Linked DNA regions of Capsicum annuum: region 1 is linked to region 2. The links are chromatin contacts, called in public Hi-C maps. All regions are on one chromosome and are shown on one strand. The core of a region is the stretch at or near the end of the contact, and the rest is flanking DNA. Distances in the headings are between cores, read along the strand shown.

Region 1 (6,733 bases), core at 2,571-5,070, 280 kb after region 2:
TTACAAGTTTATTAAAGCTTCACAAATTTCTTGTGAGGAAAGTAGTTTTTTTAATTAAATTACTATTATCCCACATAAAAGACGACAATAAAATTTTGAATTAATTTTAAATTTAGTCGGATAATAGATATTTTATAGTGTCACTATCACTTCTTTATGACTCATCATTTTTGTATAGTATTTTAAATGCCCATGTAATTTTTCAAATTTACTAAAATGGATGAGATCTTGAAAGGTCATTAAAACTTAATTAATGATAAAATAAATAAAATATAATCATGTGAGGACTACCAAAATAAGATGTTCTCCCTTATATATAGTATAGTTTTATAAGGCCCGTGATAAGCTCGGACCCGAACTCAAATAATTTGATATTTAAGAATAACATGATTTAATATATATATATATATATATATATATATATATATATAATTGAAAAATATTAGCAAACCAATTTATGAGCATATAATTAATTTCTTTTGTAATTTCTCAATTCAAGTTCATGTTTGCAATTAGGAAGATGAAGACGAAAGTCATCAAGTGGATCAATCATTTTACTCAAGTCTTCTTATGTGTGATGAAAAATATATGATTTTATTTATAATTTCACGTGATAAAAATTCATGCTAGTTAAATGTGGTGCTTTCAGCGTAATTTTTTATTAAATTAAGAAAAAAAATAGACTCACTAAAATGAACATCGAGAATCAATTGATTCTCTCTCTATAGTTGATGCTTAAAAATATTGATTCTCAATGGACCAGAAAAAAGATTTTAAAAATAATTTAATTTTAATTTATGTTCTTACCTTAATTTTTAACTTTATCAATAATTTTAATTTCCAGCATATGAAATATGTTTGATATTTTAAAAAGTAATGGATGAAATTTTCCACAAAAAAAAATATTCAATTTATAAAAGATAATTAAGAAATACATTAGAATCATACTTGATTCGATAGAAATAAAATATAACCTCATACAATAACTAATTTTAACCCCTCTTTTTCATCCCAAGGTATTTGTACAAAACTCTTTCTTATGGAAAATAAATTATTAAAGATAAATACTAAGAAAGAAGAAAAAAAGTGATGAATTATTCACGCAACAGATAAAAGTTCTCCATGGCCAGAATATCTTTTTTTTTCCTAAACTATTTTATTCATATAAAATATTAATTTTGTTAAGGCTTTCACTTACAAAAATTAATTTTGATTAAAAAAATTAACAAAAGATAGTCAAATTAAAGTTTTTTTTACCTTGTGAGCAGCAAAGGAAAAAAATTAAAGCTTTTTAATCTTGTATTTCATGAAGCATGAAGTACAAGTAATTTAATAAATAAAATAATTAAAGGATATTCAACACTTATATTTTGCAACAAACTTGATTAAACAATATATAATTATGAGAAACAAAACATTATAATCGAAGATTCTAAAAATTATTTATTGATTAGTTAAACAATATAAGAATTTAAATGGTTCAATTGATTAACTACCTAAACTCCATTTTATTGGTAAATATTTGATTTTTGGCTTTGTAATCTCCTCCCTAATTTCCCTTGTCCTACTCCTAATTATTTTTTTAAATAATTAATTAAATATTTGAAATTACAAGAGAAAACTTAATAATAGCTTCTCATACTATGACACATGTGCCAAGTGCAAAGGTCCATATAATAAGAAAGAAGACAAAATAACTTCATCTATATCATCCAAATGCCATAATATTATAGGATTATAAAATTAATTAAATTACTATAAAAGATAAAATCATGACATAAAAGTAATTAATTGAAAAGATTAAAATTAAGTTGAAAACTTTTATAAGGACTACCAAAGTCCTTGGATTGTCTCTTATATATAATAGTAATATAAGCATTGCTAGTGGAAATGGTATGAGCTACCATTTGGGAACTTTTCTGCTTGCTGGTTGCGTGTTCATAGTATTTTCTTTATTTATCTTATTTTGCACTTCGCTCCGTCGACCTATGATACCTATTGAGTACAAGTAGACCATATCCACCCCTACTATGCACTTTTAGTGCAGATCTCAATTCGAGTACTACGCGTTGCGGTTGAGTTTCAGGTAGAGTTGATCAGATTCGAGGTACTGGTTTGCTCCAATGTTCGGGGCAAATTTCAGATCTCATCCTATCTTTTACTTTATCTTTCTTTTGGGATCAGAGACAAATTTGTATTTAATTTTCGTATATTGTACTTAGATACTCTTACATTTGTGGCACTAGTTTTAGGAAGTTTATGACATTCTTTCAGTTTTCCTTGTTATAATGAATACGTGACTTATCTTTGTTCTAGGAGTCTCGTTCATTTTATTTTCTTTTATTATCTCATACCTCTTTCTTCTTCAAGTGATTGACTTACTTATCAAGATTGAGCCACAATAAATGCCATAATGACATCGATTTTTGGGTTGTGACAAACCCTAAACCTACTTGATAGCAAGAATTGAATTAAAAAAATCAAAGCGTCCTAAAGTCAAATACACACAACATTTTTTCTCCACAAAAAAGATAGTAAAACCATGGGAAATACCTAAACAAAATAAGGCACAAACACAAGTAATACTACTGCTAGTAGAATTTTGAGACGAAATGTGAACTTAAATAAGCAAAGTTGTATAGTCTATTATGGATTGTTTTAGTGAAGGGCAAAAATTTTAAATCACTTTTGTAAGTTGTTCAAACTTAGTGCTTGTTTTGTGTTGCTTATTTCCATAATAAACACTTATTTTGAGAAAAAAAATATATTTTTTTTAAAATGGTGTTTGGTAAACTTTAAAAAGTGCTTTTAAAAAGAAACAGAAATAGTTTTTTTGCTTCTGAGAAGAAGCAAAAATTTTCTGCTTTTAAAAAAAAAACAGAAGTAGAAGCGAAAATTATTTTATTATGACAAAAATATCCCTATCACTCGCACACTCTCTCTCAAACACATATATATCCGTTATTAATTAATTAACATATCTTATAAATTTGATTAAAATTTGATTTCAAAACTTTCATAATTCTTTATTTTATTTTATGATTTATATATTATTATTATTATTATTTCATTTTCACTTTCACTTTGGTTAAAATTAATTTGAAAATATCATTGATGATGATGAGCGAAGAAATATATAACTTTTTTTAATTATTGTTAATGATAACAAATGACAAATAAATTATGTTACAAGATTAAATGATATTTTGATAGTATTTGTAATTTTTTTTTTGAATATTTAATTTTAAATAACTAATTCATGAAAAATGACATATTTGTTACTATGTATTGTACATTTATGAATATGACGATTGCTTATTCTTTTTTGTTTGATGTTATTAATTAATAGTTAAATTATTTAAGCAATATATAATTATTTAATATTTTTAATGAATTTATGTATATAAATATTGATTGAAAATTATAGAGTATGTACTTTTTAATTAAATAAAAATAAAATTTTAATTATAAATATTATAATAGATATTTAAATAAATTTCTATATAAATTAATTTTAATAATAAAAGTCTATTAATACATGTCCTTTTTGATCTTTTGTTTTAAAAAATAATTCTTGAAAAAGATTATCCAAACACAATCTGTTTATGAAAAATATTTTTAAAATGAATTTATTAAACATAAATTACTTTTTTTAAAAAGCACTTTTCTAAAAAACTAATTTTAAAAAGTAATTTTCAAATAAGCAGTCTTCCAACAGCAAAAATTCCAAACGGGCTCTTAATATACCGTAGATGTGGATAGATGTAGATGCAAAAATAAGAATATAAATGATTAAAAATATTACAAATAATTTTAAAATAATATTTTCTATTACCAAGCAAACAAAAAAGTCAAATTTTACAAATATTTAATTAGAAAGAAAGATGTGAACAAAAAGAGAGTACAAGGAAAAGAAAAGAAGAGTTACGTACGGAGCAGAGGAGAGAAGCAAAATAGAAATCCAAATGAGTAATAGCTGGTATGGAGTTTTTAGAAATTGATCTCACTTCTCTTTAAAACTTGCCCCGATCCGTCTCTTCTCAAATCTCAGTTTCATGACCCTAATTTTCTTGAAATTGATCCGTTGTTGAGGTGAATTGTCATTTCAATAATTCAGAAGATTCTAAAACCCTTTCAGGTACGTTTTATTTTGTTGCTTAAATTCATTTGGGTTTCTCTATTTCTTTTCATTTTTTGTTTCCATGCTTATTCATTTTTGTCTTCCTGCAAGTTGGGTGTTATAAATTTTGCTATCTTTTGTGTTTTTGTTATTTCCAGAAAAAGAGTTAGCTCTATATTGCTTGTACGTATGTATTTTTAGCAAAGCATTAGCAAAAAGTCTTGCCGTTTTTACTAATTCTATGCATCTGTTCAATCAAGAAAAGATTTTGATTTCTGTAACCTGTTATTATGATAAAAAGGTGGCTTAGCATAGCTATTCGTAGTTATGAATAATTCAAAGTTAACCAGAAAATACTGACTTCTTTATCAAATATTGGTGTTGCTGTTAAATATTGATAATCAGGTGCAAGTTTTAATTGACTGGAGTTCAGCTAATCGGAAAAAAATGGGAGTACCAGCATTTTATAGGTGGTTGGCCGATCGATACCCGCTCTCAATTGTGGACGTGGTAGAGGAAGAGCCTAAAGAGGACATTGATGGGTTGAATGTTATGGTGGATGTTTCAAAGCCAAACCCTAATGGCCTGGAATTTGATAACTTGTACTTGGACATGAATGGTATCATTCATCCTTGTTTTCATCCTGAGGGAAAGGTGAACGGGTGTTTCTTTTTGAAAGTCTCCTATGAATTTATTTGGTATTTGATTTACCTAATTCATTTAAGCTCATGCACAATGCATGCGAGATTTTTTTTATACAATTATTTAGCAAATAGTTTGTTAGCACTTATATAATCCCCTCGTTTCAATTTGCTTGTCTTACTTTTCTTTTTAGTCAGTTTTAAAAAGAATGCCTCTTACCTTTTTTGGGAACTCTTTAATTCTATCTTTTCACACGGCATATTTAAATTCACAAGATTAAAGGACATTTTTGTACATTTTACCTATCTTTTGTTTAAGGCCACAAGATTCAAAAGTTTTTACATTTTTCAAATCCGTGCTAAATTTTGACTAATTGAAATGGAGGGAGTGCTTTCTTTGTTAAAAGGATGTTATTCTTTTGTGATTGTACGCTAGACAGTTTCTAGGGGAACATGCGTGCATCATGATATGCATTTGGATAGGTAATTTTTTCAACCTAGTCATAGTTTCTAATGGAGAATGATGAGTGGCTGTGAAGCTTGCATTGGGGGAGATTGACCTCCTCTGAGTTGGATAGTATTATTAATAATGGGAAGAAAATTCCCGCATACAAGAGTTGTACCAAAAGTAGAGAAGCTATATCAAAACATGATTCTCTACAAAGACCACCCAATCTTCTATACAAATAGAAATATTCAGGGTGCACCAAAAGCAATTAGAGAAAGTAGGCTATTCCTTAGATGTGCAAAATCATATTTGATTCCCTCAAAAGTTATCCCATTTCTTTTACTTCATAGGTCTACATGGGGCTATTGGAGCAAACTTCTATGCCTTTTGTCTTCTATGTTGTATTCCCGCCCAATTGTGCAACACATCTTTAACTGTACTTGGCATCACTTATTGTACACCAAAATAATTCAATACCCTCTCCACAACCTCTATGCCACTTCACAATGTACCAAGAGATGATCAACTTCTTCACCCGTTCATTTGCACATGTAACACCAACTAACATAAGTGATATTTCTCTTTCTCAAATTCTTTGCTGTCATAATCACTCCCATCGCTGCTAACCATGTTAAAAAGCACACATTTCTAGGCATCTCGATAATCTAGATCGGTAAATGTGGAAAATATGTCTCCTCTATCATAAGCAAGCTCTGGCAGAGATTTTTGATAGTGAACAAACCAGAGCTCCTCAATGTACACCTCCACGTCCATAAGGGTTGAACCTAAATTGAGCCTGAATTAGCTCTAGCAACCTTTGAAACTCTTCCATTTCACAGTCTTGTATTTTTCTCCTGCATGCGAGGTCCCAAAGTACTCCCCCTTCATTCTCGCTATGAATTTGGTAGACCAAGGACTCCTTTTGATTTGAAATACTGTACATATTAGGAAGGATATTTTCAGTATATTCTGTCCACACCGCTTATGGTTCCACAAACTAATCCTTCTTCTCCTGTACCTAGGCCTAAAAGATATGTACCTAGGCCTAAAAGATATGTGATCACTGAAGCCTTTTACTCTTTTCATTATGCTTCACCACATACTACAACCAAATGGAACAATACTTTAGTCCTCCACCCTCCTTCCATTGTGCCATATTTCTCTACTACCACTTCCCTCTAAAAAATGTTTTTCTGTATCCCAATTATCCATAATCACTTTCCGATTAATTCCTTGTTAAACACCTTAAGATCTTTCACCCCTAGAAACCCCTCACTCTTCTTTGGAGTTTTGATGGCCTCCCAATTCACCAAATGAATCTTTCTAGTACTACCCCTCGTATCCCATAAGAAGTTTCTTTGGTGTCCTTCTAATTTTTCTTTGACTTTTGTTGGTGCTTGCAACAAAGACAAGATAGGAATACTCGATAAGGTTCTTTTTATGAGTACTTCCTTTCCACCCTTCCACAAGTACCGCTTTTGCCAACCTGTGTTAGTCTTTTTTCAACCCTTTCAATATTCCACA
Region 2 (7,011 bases), core at 4,139-6,638:
ATTTTTACACGTAGATTCCATATTTTATATTTTTAGTGAAGTTTGGGATCGTTCATGGAAAGTAAAGTCGCGGGTTCGATGTGTAGCAAACTGATTTCGACATTCGAGGTAGGTTATGACTTAACTCTTTCATACTAGGCTGGGTACTAAATAATGGTGACAGCGGACACACAAGTGTACGTGGTCTTATCAAGTAATATAGTGGCTTCAAGGAAGCCCAAGTATCGATCTCTCAGGGACTTACGTTCGCCGCCTATCTAATTCTAGTCTAACTAATTGAGAAAAGATAAACAAGAAAAGAGTTTGTAATTTTGTAAATTAAAAATAAAATAAAATAAAATAAAATAAATAATGCGTAAAAATAAAAGTCTTGGGACAATCAATGGAGAAAGCCCAGGGTTAAAGCACTTCGAATAATCATACTATTTTATTGAATTTCATTCGTTAATTTGCTTATCTTGGTTGTTGATTCGTAGGGTTAATTGAATGATCATGGTTTCCCACCCTATAATCTTTTACCTAATATGGATATTACAACTAAATCGTTGAGCGGGGATGTAATAATCCAATTAAGTTAATTAAAGTTATCATCCTATGTATGAATCAAGTAAGACATCTAAGTACATCCCTGTCCTATATGTTAAGTTTAATTCTTTATTTTATAAAAGAATAAAAACTCAAACTTTATTTATTCCAGTGTTCAATCTCCCTATTCCCTCTCCCGAGATCAAAAGGTTGATAATATATGTATTCTAAGGGTTGCGAATCCTTAAAATAATTAAAACAAGAATAAACAAACAACCAAATATGATAAGTAAAAATTAATCAAAATTAATCCAAAATAATAGTGATCATGTTCTTGGCTTTAATCCCGGAAGAAGGGTTTTTAGCTATTAATATTCATAATCATGATCCAAATAATTGAATACATGATATGAAAAATTAAAGACTAAAAATAAAAATTAAAACCTAATAAACCGTGTAGCCGCCTCCGTATATTTTCTCCAAACAGTATCCGACCGTATCCAGGTACTGTACGTGTTCCCCCAATATTAATTATGTGTCCACTTTACATATAAGTGGGAACCAGCTGTGTCCCAATCCAAATATATATATATTTTTCCCAATTACTATGGAATTATGAAAAAGGTGGCACGTATATCAAGATATGATTCCCACCAAACTTAAGGATGTGCCCCAATTTGGTTTAAATTGGACAAAGTCTACCCGTGGCAGCAGCATTTAGTTCTGACCGTGCTTTGTGCTATCGACGCGACGCGTTGGTCAACGTGTTGGGCACATCAATGTGATGCGTTGACTTCGCATAGTCTCACTGAAATTTGCATCCAAAAATCTAGTTGTGTAGAACGTTCTATCCTTTATCCATGCCTTTTGTAGTATATTTTCAACGAATTTTCGGCCTTTAAGTCATCAACATATCACCATATTCATCTCACCAAGCCTTCTACAATAACATACACCACATATTAAATATCAAAACAACACAACATATATTAAAGATCAAAACAACACATCATTCTCAATAACAAATCAAAACAAGAGCTAAGATAAGACAAATTCGCAATGATCTTCCACTTATTTTTTCGACTCTTGACTAAATCAAATTGAGTTTTGCACATTAAAAATAAGTTATTCCACTCATAATTACATTATTAAAATATTTGAAACAAATTAAACACATTAGAATCCACCAAGACCAACTAGACACACACCTAACTCAAGCTAGTAAAACTAATTTTACGGGTTGAACACTAAATTACTCAATTAAGTACAAACTTATTTGAAAAATACTTTGGACATCGTAAATACATACTTGGACACTTAAATTCTTATTTATATCAATATGAGCACATAAAGCGTACAAATTGCTCTAAAAACAAGACAAAATAAGCTAGAATAATGATACCAAAGTGTATAAAATAACCTCAGATCAGATGGTACTAAATGCATTTTAAGGATAAGAAATAATCATAAAAAATGACTATCTATGTGTTGTACCTGTGAGGGGGCCTATATGTGATGTAATTATCGAAATTGAGATATTATGTAATGCATATGACTGTGTGGAGTCCTATGTGATGTTGATGGCCCTGAATATATGTGAATAATTTTATAGTGTTGTTGAAATGCCTAATGTGGTACCATTGGTGTATTGTGATATATTCATACTTGTTGTTATATGAGACATGTGGAAATTCATGGATGAAACAAAAATTATGAGTGGATATTGGCTTACATGGTAGTGAAAATGTATCATTGTGGTTGGTTGTGAAAATACTCATTGTGATTGGTTGTGAGCATTACATCCTCATATCATACTCATTCATGAAACATTGATAGCAACATGGCAACATCTGAGAAACACTGACAACACCTTTTATAAAACCCTCCCCGAGGAAAGTGCTAAGGAGGAGATATTGTAACACCTTATAAAATCCTCCCCAAGGAATGTGCCAGGAAAGAGATATGAGATATGTGGATTGTATACGGGTTGACGAACCCCCATGGTCCTGCGTTGAGAGGCTTGCCTCCGTATGTGTATACAGGAATTGTTAGACGATCCCGGAGGTTGTGCGACTATCTCCTGCATCATCATCATCATCTATATTGCACTTAGGTTATTATGTTTATAATGTGTTGTATTGTCATATTGAATTTCCATCTATGTAATTGTCTTATCTTCTTTTACTTGTATTTGATGATCTTGTATATGCATATTTTCCCATGTTCTACTTATATGTGATATAATGCATATTTGTGTTCTATCTTGGTGTGATGTTGCAATATATGTGATATATTAAAATTATTAGTGCAGGTGGTGTAGGCTATCACTGTGGGATATTTTTTTTACTACGGGTGATGTGCCCATAGTGTATATTTTATTTTGTATACTTTATTTACTAATTTGCTTGGTCGACCTATGATACCTCCTGAGTACAAGTGGACCGTACTTATGCCTACTGCGCGCTTTTGGTGCAGGTCCTAACTCGAGTGCGCCTCAGCTTGCTTGGCTCGGGCGATTGTTGGAGTTTCCAAGGTAGCGATTGGACATTCATGCATCCAAAGTTCACCTCTATTTTCTATAGTAGTTATGTTTTTATTAGTATTCGGAGAATATTATTATTCCTTTGTGGTTATTTTCAGATGTATTTAACTCTTGGATTGTATTAGTAATTCTTACACTATTGACACCTAATTTTGGGCATGATTGATATTTTGGATAAATTCTTTTTGCATTGTTATGATTACTTATATGGTTCGACTTCGTTCTAAAAGCCTTATTTTGGGATATTTCTATCTTTTCCTCTTTTCGTATTAGTTTGGGTGATAGGCTTACTTGTCAAGATACACCACGACAAGTGCTATCATAACCCTCATTTTTGGATCGTGACACAAATCCAACTTTTTTAATGGCTAAATTCAGTTCTCTCATCACTATACATAGAAAATATTATTTGTTGTGCACATAGTAGAAAGACACTTTGCTCTTTAAATCTCTCATTTGTATAGCACCATTGCAAATGCTATATAGGACCAGTGTTAGTAGAAAGGTACTTTGCCCTTTAAATCTCCCATATTTTGTATATCACCAATGTATATACTATATATAGCTAGTGTTAAGCTTAAGTACCTTTGTTTTATCCTCCTTCTTAGTGAAAAATAGGGGCACTCCAGAATCCTATTGGTTTGTTATAGGTGAGCTTGTTCACCTTCTATGTTACACAGGTTTATGACTTTCACCCCCCTCTATTTATGTAACTTTTAATATTCAATATACAAGGTAGGGTTCAACGACAAACCCCCCATCATCTCCAAACTATTCTCGCATGAGGTGAAATGTCTTACTACTCCAAATAAAATAAAGGCTAGTACTAAGATATAAAATTATTTAAAGGTGTCCAAAACTATCTCAAAGCATTATACCTGATATACACTTGCAGTGGTTACTAATCTCTAGTAGCAGCAATTTCAAAGTGTCATACAATAACAATGATGTCAGAAAAACCTTATACCATATTATTGAGCCCAAATCACAGTTGGATGGGCTTAGAGATTTCTGTTTAACTGAGACTATCACATGTTTTTAACCGCTGCCTGAAGCTATCTGGAATGGAGATTTACAAACTACTATATCTATCAGCTGTTATTCATCGTAGGCAAGGTCAAACTGCTGAAATATACGAAAAATGAAATTTATTATGATAAGCCAGAATCTAACAAAATAAACTCCAAACGTGAAGTATCATACCGTTTTCTGGCTTACTTTACGCTAGAGTTTTCTCATGGATGGCTCAATAGCTCTCCTATGTGGTTTCTTATCTTAAAAAATGTCAAGTGAAGAAAATCAATCACAATAGAAAACTAGAAATCTCTTCTTTTCTTCTGTTGATAAAACCCGCCGAACGATTCCCCAGCAGAAGCAGAGAAGACAGACTGTTGATACTTGTTTGATTTTAAACATCTGGATTGGGGTTTTTTCTAAAAAAATTTAAATATCCTTGCATTGCATATCATTGCCTATTTAGCTTGCTTCAAGGAAATATTCGAATGCTAGAGAAGCTATCAAGACTTCGCAATTACCTTCTACTACAAATAAAAATTTTATATTATTAATCCATTGTATAATGACTGGATCAAGACTTTGCAATTACCTTCTACTACAAAAAAAAATTTTATATTATTAATCCATTGTATAATGATTGAACCTTGGGTTAGATTGGAGCCCCAAATGACATGTGAGGAACAAAGTAATACAAGAATAACTTTAAGGCAGTTCTAATTCTTTCCAAGTCTAAAATCTTTCAATTTGGGTTATCCAACTCGACTTTTTCCCTCCTAGAGGCAGCAGGAAATTTTTTCCCAAATTCAAAAGGTAGAAATATAAGGAATCTTCAAAGCAGTAGTAGAAAGAAGAAGATAAAAATTAATTACATACACTAACTACCGGTGATGAGTTCTTCCAACATCTTTCTTCAATATACCTAAATCAAAAATAACACAAATGCTCAACCCATTAGCATAAAATTGAACAAACTGCGAATAAGAAAACTAATTTGTTCAAATCGAAGAGGGTGAAACCAGAAGCTAAATTATTCAAAGCACTAAATTACCCAAAGCACAACAATAGCAAATTTAACCAATTCAAGTGAACATCACTCATGAATAGTCTTTTTTCGATCACCAATTTAACTGATTCAAGTGAACCCCTTATTTCACCAATCTTATTCTTGAAATCAATATCCAATTCTCTGTTGATTATTGCAACAGGAGGGACTTAAACCCTAACGATAGTGTTCCCTTTTGCCGCCTTCTTGAAGCGTTGTTGATCTTCATTGGCTAATTCTCGTGATCTTTTTCTGATAATGGGCAATTGTCTCTCAAATGCAGAATTAGCACTGCCCTTCTGATTGATTTTGAAAACTCTATTTTTTGGCACTTCACGTTTTTGTGACGACTTTTCAAGGCGAAAGGATTCCTGATTGCTGACACCAACACCCCAGTTGATTTTCCTTTCATCAGAATTGTTTTCCACAACTTTCTTGATCATCGATTCACCACCGTTGCAGAACAATTGTTCAGTAATTTTCTTGCCCTAGTGTTTCACATTGATCATTTCCCCTTCAGGATGACAAAATCAGTTAGTTAATAATAGCCATGGATATGGATAGTGAAAGAAGGAAGAACAAAAGTCAACATCTTAGATGTGAAAAAGAATAGGAAGAGACGGAGGGCAATTAAAAGTCGTGGCTTAATACAAATTAATTCACTAATTAGAGATAAAGAATAAAGAATTAATCAAAATATTTGACATTAAAAATTCAAAAATTGAGAAAAAAAGGACAATGAGATCATTGAGAGGTGCCATATCAACAAACTCCGATGTCCTTTATTATTATATATAAATTACTTAAGATAGTGCCAAGTCAAAGTAGACAAGTATTTATGAACAAAGGGAGTAACAAATACAAAATGTAGTTTACTAAACTATACCTTCTCCCTCCATTTGAATTTACTTGTCACTATTTTTCTAATTTGATTCTTATTTTTATTTGTCTTTTTTGTCAAATCAAGAAAAGACAAATTAGTTTTTCCAAGTTTTACCTTTAGCATTAATTACTTATTATCCAAATCATTTCTCAATACATATTATTAAATATCAATCAATAGGAATAATATGATAAAATCGTTATACTAATCATTACTTTATTAATAGATGTATCAAGTCAAAATGTGATAATTAAATTTGGATGAGGGATTATTTAATAAACGCCTCTTGAAAATCAATCAATCAGTGTATAATAATAAAGGAGAATGTAGATCCAGTGACATGACACTTCTCAATGACCTCCATTCATATTTTTCTTTCTTTTTTTTTTTTTTTTGAATTTTTACCTATATTTTCTTAACCAATGTGTTATATTAATTTTTTTTAAAAAACTGCTTCAAATTCAATTTTCTTAATTCCTAATTTCCTTTTTTTTCCATCAGTTTTCAGTTTTCATAATCCAAGTAGAGCCGTCGATATGGGTCAGGTTCGTTGGGTTGGTCCAACCCACCCCGTAATTTAATAGGATTGGGCTACAATTTTTATATCATATTTAAGAATAGGACTTTTTAGGTCGGCCCGAATAAGTCCATTGATCCGTGGGCTTGAGCAATATGAGTTGGGCTGGCTCGCGGGCCAAACAAAATGAGTAAAAAATAGAATAAAGTACTACGAATAACAAAAGTAGTCCAAAATCAAAGTTTATTTATACCACCATTGTCACGACCCGAGCCGATGCTCTAGCCGCGATGGGAATCCCGAACCACAAAGGCCCGAGAGACCCCTCTCACTCCCCAACCCACTAGTGATATTGTCCGCTTTGGGCCCAAGCCCGTACGGCTTTAAAACGCGTCACTAGGAAGTAAGACTTTCTTACTTATTTACCCAGTATTCCTCCTGTGTTTTGCCGATGTGGGACTCCTTCCTAAGTTGGGGTGTTACAA

Evidence for each region. A called contact is a pair of places that touch in the nucleus more often than the background predicts.
Region 1: a Hi-C map of leaf shows a contact between it and region 2, with 2.8 times the contacts expected there. The contact joins the promoter of LOC107849685 here to the enhancer-like site in region 2. A contact is called at or near these places in 2 of 5 Hi-C or Micro-C datasets (leaf and placenta).

Annotation. Positions count from the first base shown.
Region 1 is chr12:80,314,433-80,321,165 of UCD10Xv1.1, forward strand. LOC107849685 (5'-3' exoribonuclease 4) reads left to right here and starts at 3,821. Exons shown (of 23, transcript XM_047401855.1): 1 at 3,821-4,138; 2 at 4,526-4,774. The coding sequence starts at 4,568.
Region 2 is chr12:80,031,348-80,038,358 of UCD10Xv1.1, forward strand. No RefSeq gene overlaps it. Among protein-coding and RNA genes, the nearest start is that of LOC107850489, 42 kb to the left of the region's middle. Within about 2 kb of position 5,389, at least 4 of the 5 cell types and tissues checked have an H3K27ac peak or open chromatin away from gene starts, as enhancers often do. A contact at or near this core is called in leaf, where this site is marked.